Linked DNA regions of Astyanax mexicanus: region 1 is linked to region 2. A link is a contact called in public Hi-C data. All regions are on one chromosome and are shown on one strand. The core of a region is the stretch at or near the end of the contact, and the rest is flanking DNA. Distances in the headings are between cores, read along the strand shown. Region 1 overlaps arhgap27l (Rho GTPase activating protein 27, like). Region 2 overlaps wnk4b (WNK lysine deficient protein kinase 4b).

What was found. A called contact is a pair of places that touch in the nucleus more often than the background predicts.
Region 1: a Hi-C map of blood shows a contact between it and region 2, with 4 times the contacts expected there. The contact joins two enhancer-like sites.

What each region holds. Positions count from the first base shown.
Region 1 is chr3:7,837,758-7,840,948 of AstMex3_surface, reverse strand. It overlaps arhgap27l (Rho GTPase activating protein 27, like), which reads left to right. Exons shown (of 19, transcript XM_049476087.1): 14 at 1,844-1,966. Among protein-coding and RNA genes, the nearest start is that of wnk4b, 27 kb to the right of the region's middle. Within about 2 kb of position 1,913, the one cell type or tissue checked has an H3K27ac peak away from gene starts, as active enhancers do.
Region 2 is chr3:7,683,925-7,687,176 of AstMex3_surface, reverse strand. wnk4b (WNK lysine deficient protein kinase 4b) reads left to right here. Exons shown (of 22, transcript XM_022667983.2): 17 at 1,616-2,538. Among protein-coding and RNA genes, the nearest start is that of tanc2a, 47 kb to the right of the region's middle. Within about 2 kb of position 1,981, the one cell type or tissue checked has an H3K27ac peak away from gene starts, as active enhancers do.

The DNA.
Region 1 (3,191 bases), core at 664-3,163, 150 kb before region 2:
AGTTTTGTAGAAGTCAGAAATTTGCTCTACAAACCTTTTTCGGGACATTCCAGGATTTTGGTACATTTCAGGATTTTGGTCACTTCTGAAAATGTGATCTTCAATTTGATCATTTTTAGTCATATATTTATTAAATACGAGTAATAGACTATCAAAAAGTTTGATTCGTCAAGCTCGGGTATCAAAGCAGTTTTTTTAATTAGATGCTTAGGTTGGTATACAATATATTACAGTAACAGGGTTGCGAGTAACAGGGTTGCAAATCTAGGCTAAGTTGTGGTTTACCCCAGGAACAGATGCTAACTGTAAAATTTAGCTATGTATACAAGATCAAGGACAAACATGGTTCTATAAGTATATAAAGAAAAAATTGACTCTCCTCATTATTAGTCTTACAATATGAGTAACAGGGTTGCGTTCACTGAGTGACACACACAACTTGGACAAACATATTTGGAAAAAAAAAACTTAAAATTTTTTAGAGCACTTACTCTTGGTCTTGCCATGTGGGCAGAAAATGTCCTTGTGATGTCACTTCCTTTGTGCCAGTAGACAAATATTTTTAACTCTTTCTATGCCAGGTAAAATTCCTTATGGTAACAGGGTTGCGCGCATGTTGTGGGACACAAATTAATAATAGCATAAAAACTGTAACATGTAATACAATGTAGACCAAAGAAGTTGTTTTTGTAAGTAAAGGAGATGCATATCAACAATATACAAGAGGAAGTCATTTTTTTAGAGCTTATTTTAACTGTTAAATTTGCCAAAGGAGTTGGTCCCCCAATGTGTGGGACAAGAGAAAACGGCCATTTTTTGAGGTGGTCCAAAGGTATTCGGTCTTTTGAATAATATCTAAGGAGCTTATTTTTCCACCAAATTTTACAGTTTGTCTTATAACAAGTACATTTTTCACAAAAAATAGTCATTTAGATATTTTGGATATGTACATTTGAAATTTAAGTGGTGGGACAGGAAATGTACCAAAATCCTAGAATGTCCCTTTCATTTATTGACAGAGAAGCTATTTTAAGTTAACAAATCAGATCAGTAAATTAAGTTATTTAGCCCTACACAATAAATCTCTTAGGATTTGAGACACATTTTATTATTGAAGATTCTGTGTCAACATTGCTTAAAGAATGTTTTTTTTATCTTATTAAATTTAGGCCTATTATCAATTTATGAGATTATTATTGTTTGTTCATTTCTGCACTGATGTTTTAAAGATTGTGTGGTCATGAACATTTGCCTTAAAGACATGGAATAGTCATGAAAAAGTCATTAAATACACTGGAAATTAATTGTTTAAAAGTGTATGAACCCTGAAATTAGGGGTTCATTTGCCCCACTCTATCAAACACACCACAGTGGAGAAAAAAGGCAGAAATAACTAATTTCTGCTCTTTATAAAAATAAAGCTGAACCTTCTATAGAAATAAAATCAGCAGCCTGGGATTACTCGGGATGACCCCTTAAATGATCATGTGGTTTAGCCATCCTGTCAGCAATTATCAGCCAATAGAAAGGTGACATCTAGTGGCAGATGTGTGATTTCTGACCAGAGTCCAGCACTTTTCTGTTATTACCCTGCTCTTAACAAACGTTTATGACCAATATTGTTTAGCTTTTTAGTATTGGTTTTAAAGGATTTAAAAAATTGTATTAATCACAGCAATACACTGTTCTAAACCTTACAGCAGCAAATCTTTAACCTCAGCTCTCAGTTGAGCTTTGCATTGCTGGTGGGTTTTAAAATGAATCTGAGCTAATGGCAGTACATGTTTTATTAAATATGGATTAAATCTTGTTCTAAATGTGTATTGTTTGTTATTTGACTCAGCGGTGAGGCAGAGCTCCACATCCGCTGCAGACACAGATCAGGGTCGCGTCCGCACCAAACTGCGCAAGTTCCTGCAGAGACGACCTACACTTCAGGCTGTCAAAGACAAGGGCTACATCAAAGGTGAGCTGCAGTCTGAAATCACAGAGCTTTAAAATGAGTTGTTTATAACTGAAGCATTTGCAAAAGTAGCTAATATTTTTCATTTTGAGATTATTGTAGTAATATTATGAGGATAATCCACTTAATTCTAACTTAGTTTCACTTGTTTTAAATAATTATTTGTTTGATTTGATTCGAAGTGTCTTTTTTTTGGCAGGTCATTTTGTTATTTAATTTATTAAATGTATTAATTTTGTTATTTAATTTATTCAGGAACTCTGGTACATTCATCTTTTTGAAAACCGTTTCATTTGCTTCCAATTAGAGCTGGGCCAAAAAAAAAATCAGATTTTCAATTTAAATTTAATTTTTTTTTCCCCCTACTAAAAATCAAATTAAAGATGATAAGGAAATGGTTGTTAAAAACTAGTTTTTTATTTATTTAGTTTTCACTTAAATGTCCCCTTTGTGGTTAAAGTGCAACCTGAAACAAGCAAAACAAAATATTGTAAACAGTGAGAACATCTACTAACTTTATAAAGCTTTCTCCAGCATAGTTTAGGTACTGACACAATGCACAAGTACAATTTAATATGATGTTAAGCACAGACTTTCCCCATTGGGCTTGAATTGCAAAACAAAGCTTTAAAATTAGTACCAGTGTTCTATAAAATGAGATGATCTTCTCTCATGAATATGCAAAATATCATAAACTGTAGTGCATGCAGAACCTGGTACACGGTTGGAAGATGTGTCAGTTGCTTTTTTTTTTTACTTTGGATGGTGTTCTGCTGCTGTGTTCATTCCGCTGGGAGAAGCACTTTTCTTTTCCCAAAGACACAAATAAAAAACATCGTAAACTGTAAATTCGAATTAATCGATAAAATCGATTCATCGCCCAGCTCTACTTCCAATATATAACCAATTACCCAGCCCCCCACGACATCCCTAGTAATGCCCCCAACATTAAAGGCCTTGCTTGCTTCAAGTTTTTCTGAACGTTCACTACGAAAAGCTACAGCATTTTTAATAATAATACCTAAATCGTTACAGAATTGGAACAAATTCATTTTTTTTTATCCCCATGGGCCAGTTGTCTTATCGGATTTTGGTTATCAGATTAGATCAAATTTGGAAAACGGGTTGTTCAAAAGGGAAAGAAGCATTCTGAAATCGGATCAGATCACGTAATCCAATCCTAGTTTGTAAATGGATAAAACCTTCAGTTTCTGTTGTTCAAAACTTT
Region 2 (3,252 bases), core at 732-3,231:
GTTAACTAGCTGCTGTAAAAAGAGCAGATGCCATAAATACTATTTCACGGGTTGACGTAGACCTGTGTTCTTTTTCTGATCGACTCGTTTTTCTGAGTATTTTCTTTTCTTAGCTACTGCAGACAGTGGAGGTTGAAGAACTGTTTCATATGCAGCATGCACATACAGGTACAACTCGGAGAGAGCTATAGTATTTCACAAAGAACAAGAAAAAGTGTACTTTAGCAGGAGGAGACCTTTATAGCTTTAACAAAAGCTCTAAAACTAATGGAACATCTGCCCAATGTGCCGCACAGGGAATCGTTTCGAAGGGAGGCAGCATGTTCCCAACCATATGACTGTGTGCTCTGTCTGTGAAAAGTCTATTTGTGGCCTACAGTGTTCAGAATGAAGAACAGGCACACATACAGCAGATCCAGTGTCATGCACCGGATATGTCTCCACCTCCCTCAGGCGCAAGGCCACTTCAGGATGTGTGACAGGGCTCTCAGCAGAAGCACATGCTGAGACTTCCTGCTCTTCAACTGTTTCCTGCTGGTTGAATCACCATGAACAGGCCTGGCTGTGGTTTAATAACGTTGGAAAGCATTCTTATGCCTTTTTATGTCTTTACTAAAAATACTGTTATATTAAAAACCATACGTATATACAGAGATATAATAAGACTTTGACTAGGCCACTACAAAACCTTTTGGACCATTTAGTTTTCTTAAAGCCATTCAGAGGTGGACTTGTTTGTGTGCTTTGGATCATTGTCCTGCTGCAGAACCCAAGAACACCTGAGCTTGAGGTCACAAAGTGATGGCTCTATATTCTGCTTCAGGATTTTCTGGTAAACAGCAGAATTCCTGGTTCCATCTGTTACAGCAAATTGTCCAGGCCCTGAAGCAGCAAAGTAGCCCCAGACCATCAGACTACCACCACCATGTTTTACATTCAGTATGATGTTCTTTTTCTGAATATATGTGTTAATTTTATGCCAAATGTAACGATACACACACCTTCCAAAAAGTTCCACTTTTGTCAGGTCAGTCCAAAGAATATTTACCCAAAGTCCTGGGGATCATCAAGATGTTTTTTGGTCAGCAGTGTTTTTTATCTTGTAATTTTCCCATGGAGACCATTTTCACCCAGTCTCTTTCTTATTATTGAATCATTAACACTGACCTTAACTGAGGCAAGTAAGACCTGCAGTTCATTAAATGTTGTTCTGATTTCTTTTGTGATCTCCTGGGTGAGTTGTCCATGCCCTTTTGGAATAATTTTGATTGGCCAGCCACTCCTGGGAAGGTTCTCCAGTGTTCCATGTTTTCTCCATTTGTGATTAATAGCTCTCACTGTGGTTCACTGGAGTCCTAGTGCTTTAGAAATGACTTTGTAACCTTTACCACACTGAGATATGTCAATAACTTCTACAGGTCTGGTTCTAAGTAATTAAGCCTGGTTGAAATTTAACTTAGCATTGATCTCAGAATGTTATTGTTAAATTAGAGGCAAAATAGAGGTTTGTCCATAAATGTTCACAAAATCAGGATGAAACCTGAATCCAAAGAGATGTAAACTATACTTTTACTACCAGGAAAACTGATTCCAGTGTCTCTGATCTGTCTTACAGGCTCCACTCACCCTTACCACCCTGCTGCCTCTCAGTACCCACAGTACTCCAACCCAGATGCCCTCCCTCTCTTGATTCCTAACCAGATGCCTACCATGCCCCAACAATTCCCCAAACAACACTACATGCCTAACTCCCCCTACCCATACATGGTCAATCCAGTGCCCCTCAAAGGCTCCATCAACCCGTCTCCACTCACTCGAAACCCCAGCAACCCCAACCTCGCAGCTCCAAACTTACCAACCCCCTATCCTGGACCTACTCCTGGACCAGTCCAGCAAGTAGGTGATCCGGCTGAGAGTGCCGCTGCTTACGGCATGCCTCCAAATGCTCCAGCTCCAGGGATGTGGCCGCCTCAGCAACCACTTTTCTCGCTGGCTAACGTGTTGTCACTGGCTATGAGTGTGGCACAGTCCTTCATGCCCCCTACGTCCATGCCCAGCAACATGCCCCAAGCTTACCTACCCCCCATGGCACCCCAGCAAAGCTATGCACAAATGTTTGGAGCCCAGCTTCAAGCAATGGGGCAAAATGAAGGACCATACAACCAGGCAGCTTCGATAGCAGGGCAGTTTGTGGATACAAACCAGCATCCAGACCCCCACGTGCAAGCCCGCAGGCCAGATCCACACGAGGACAACTCTGCATCCGCTCGAAATATGAGTTCATCTGAGGGAATCCAAGCAAACATGCCCTCTGTTGCACCAGCGATCACAGATCTGCCCACAGAGGTCCGGCAGCCTGTGCAGAGTAGCTCAAACCCAGCTGCAGGATCCCGGACGAGCCCCCAGCTGGAGATCCATGCAAGACCACGAGAGAAGCTTCAGGAGAAAATTATCGAAAGCTCTTCATCCTTCAGCTCCACCAGCAGCTCCAACAGCAGTTCCCCTTCATCCTCCACTTCAGCCAGCCCACAGAATACAGTGAGTACGGTAGAGGACACTCACACACTCAACCAATCAACAGCCCACAATGAGTCCTAGAGTATAATCCTTCCCTTACATGCTTTGAATCAACCACTTATGAAAACGACTGATGCAGTTAAAGTTCTCACTTCTCTCTTTTTTGAACGTGATTATTCATTTGATCTCATACCTGAGGCAGACTACTGTTTATTTCCACATATTTCACAATCGTTCCATGCTTAAATAATAAATTAAATTAATTAAAAAGTATTTTCGCACTATAAGGCACATTGGAGTATAAAACGGCATTATGCAACACTAGTAAGGAACAGAAAGGGGTGTCGGCATTGTTTCCGGCAAGAAGAAAGAAGGTACTCTAATTCTTAAAAAAACGAGCAATGGATGTTAGTCTACACAGATTTGTCTATTGAAAACTGTTTATTTAAGTGAGTGAAGCGCTTCCAGATTTCCACTAAGGCTGGGTGCAGCAGCATTAGCCACAGCAGCTAACCGCTAGCACTAGTAAATGTCACTCAACGTCACTACACTGAGGAATCCTGTTTGTTCCAGTAAGCCAGGGGGATATTAGCTAGCGTATCTTGTTTTAACACGGTAAATTTGCAGGCTACAGTTATACAGATATACTCGCCTGTAAATGGTGAAAGAGCTACCGCTTAGCGCAGTTTGTGGCTAATACTAATACTAGCTGGGGTTAGCAGATGGCTACAGGTC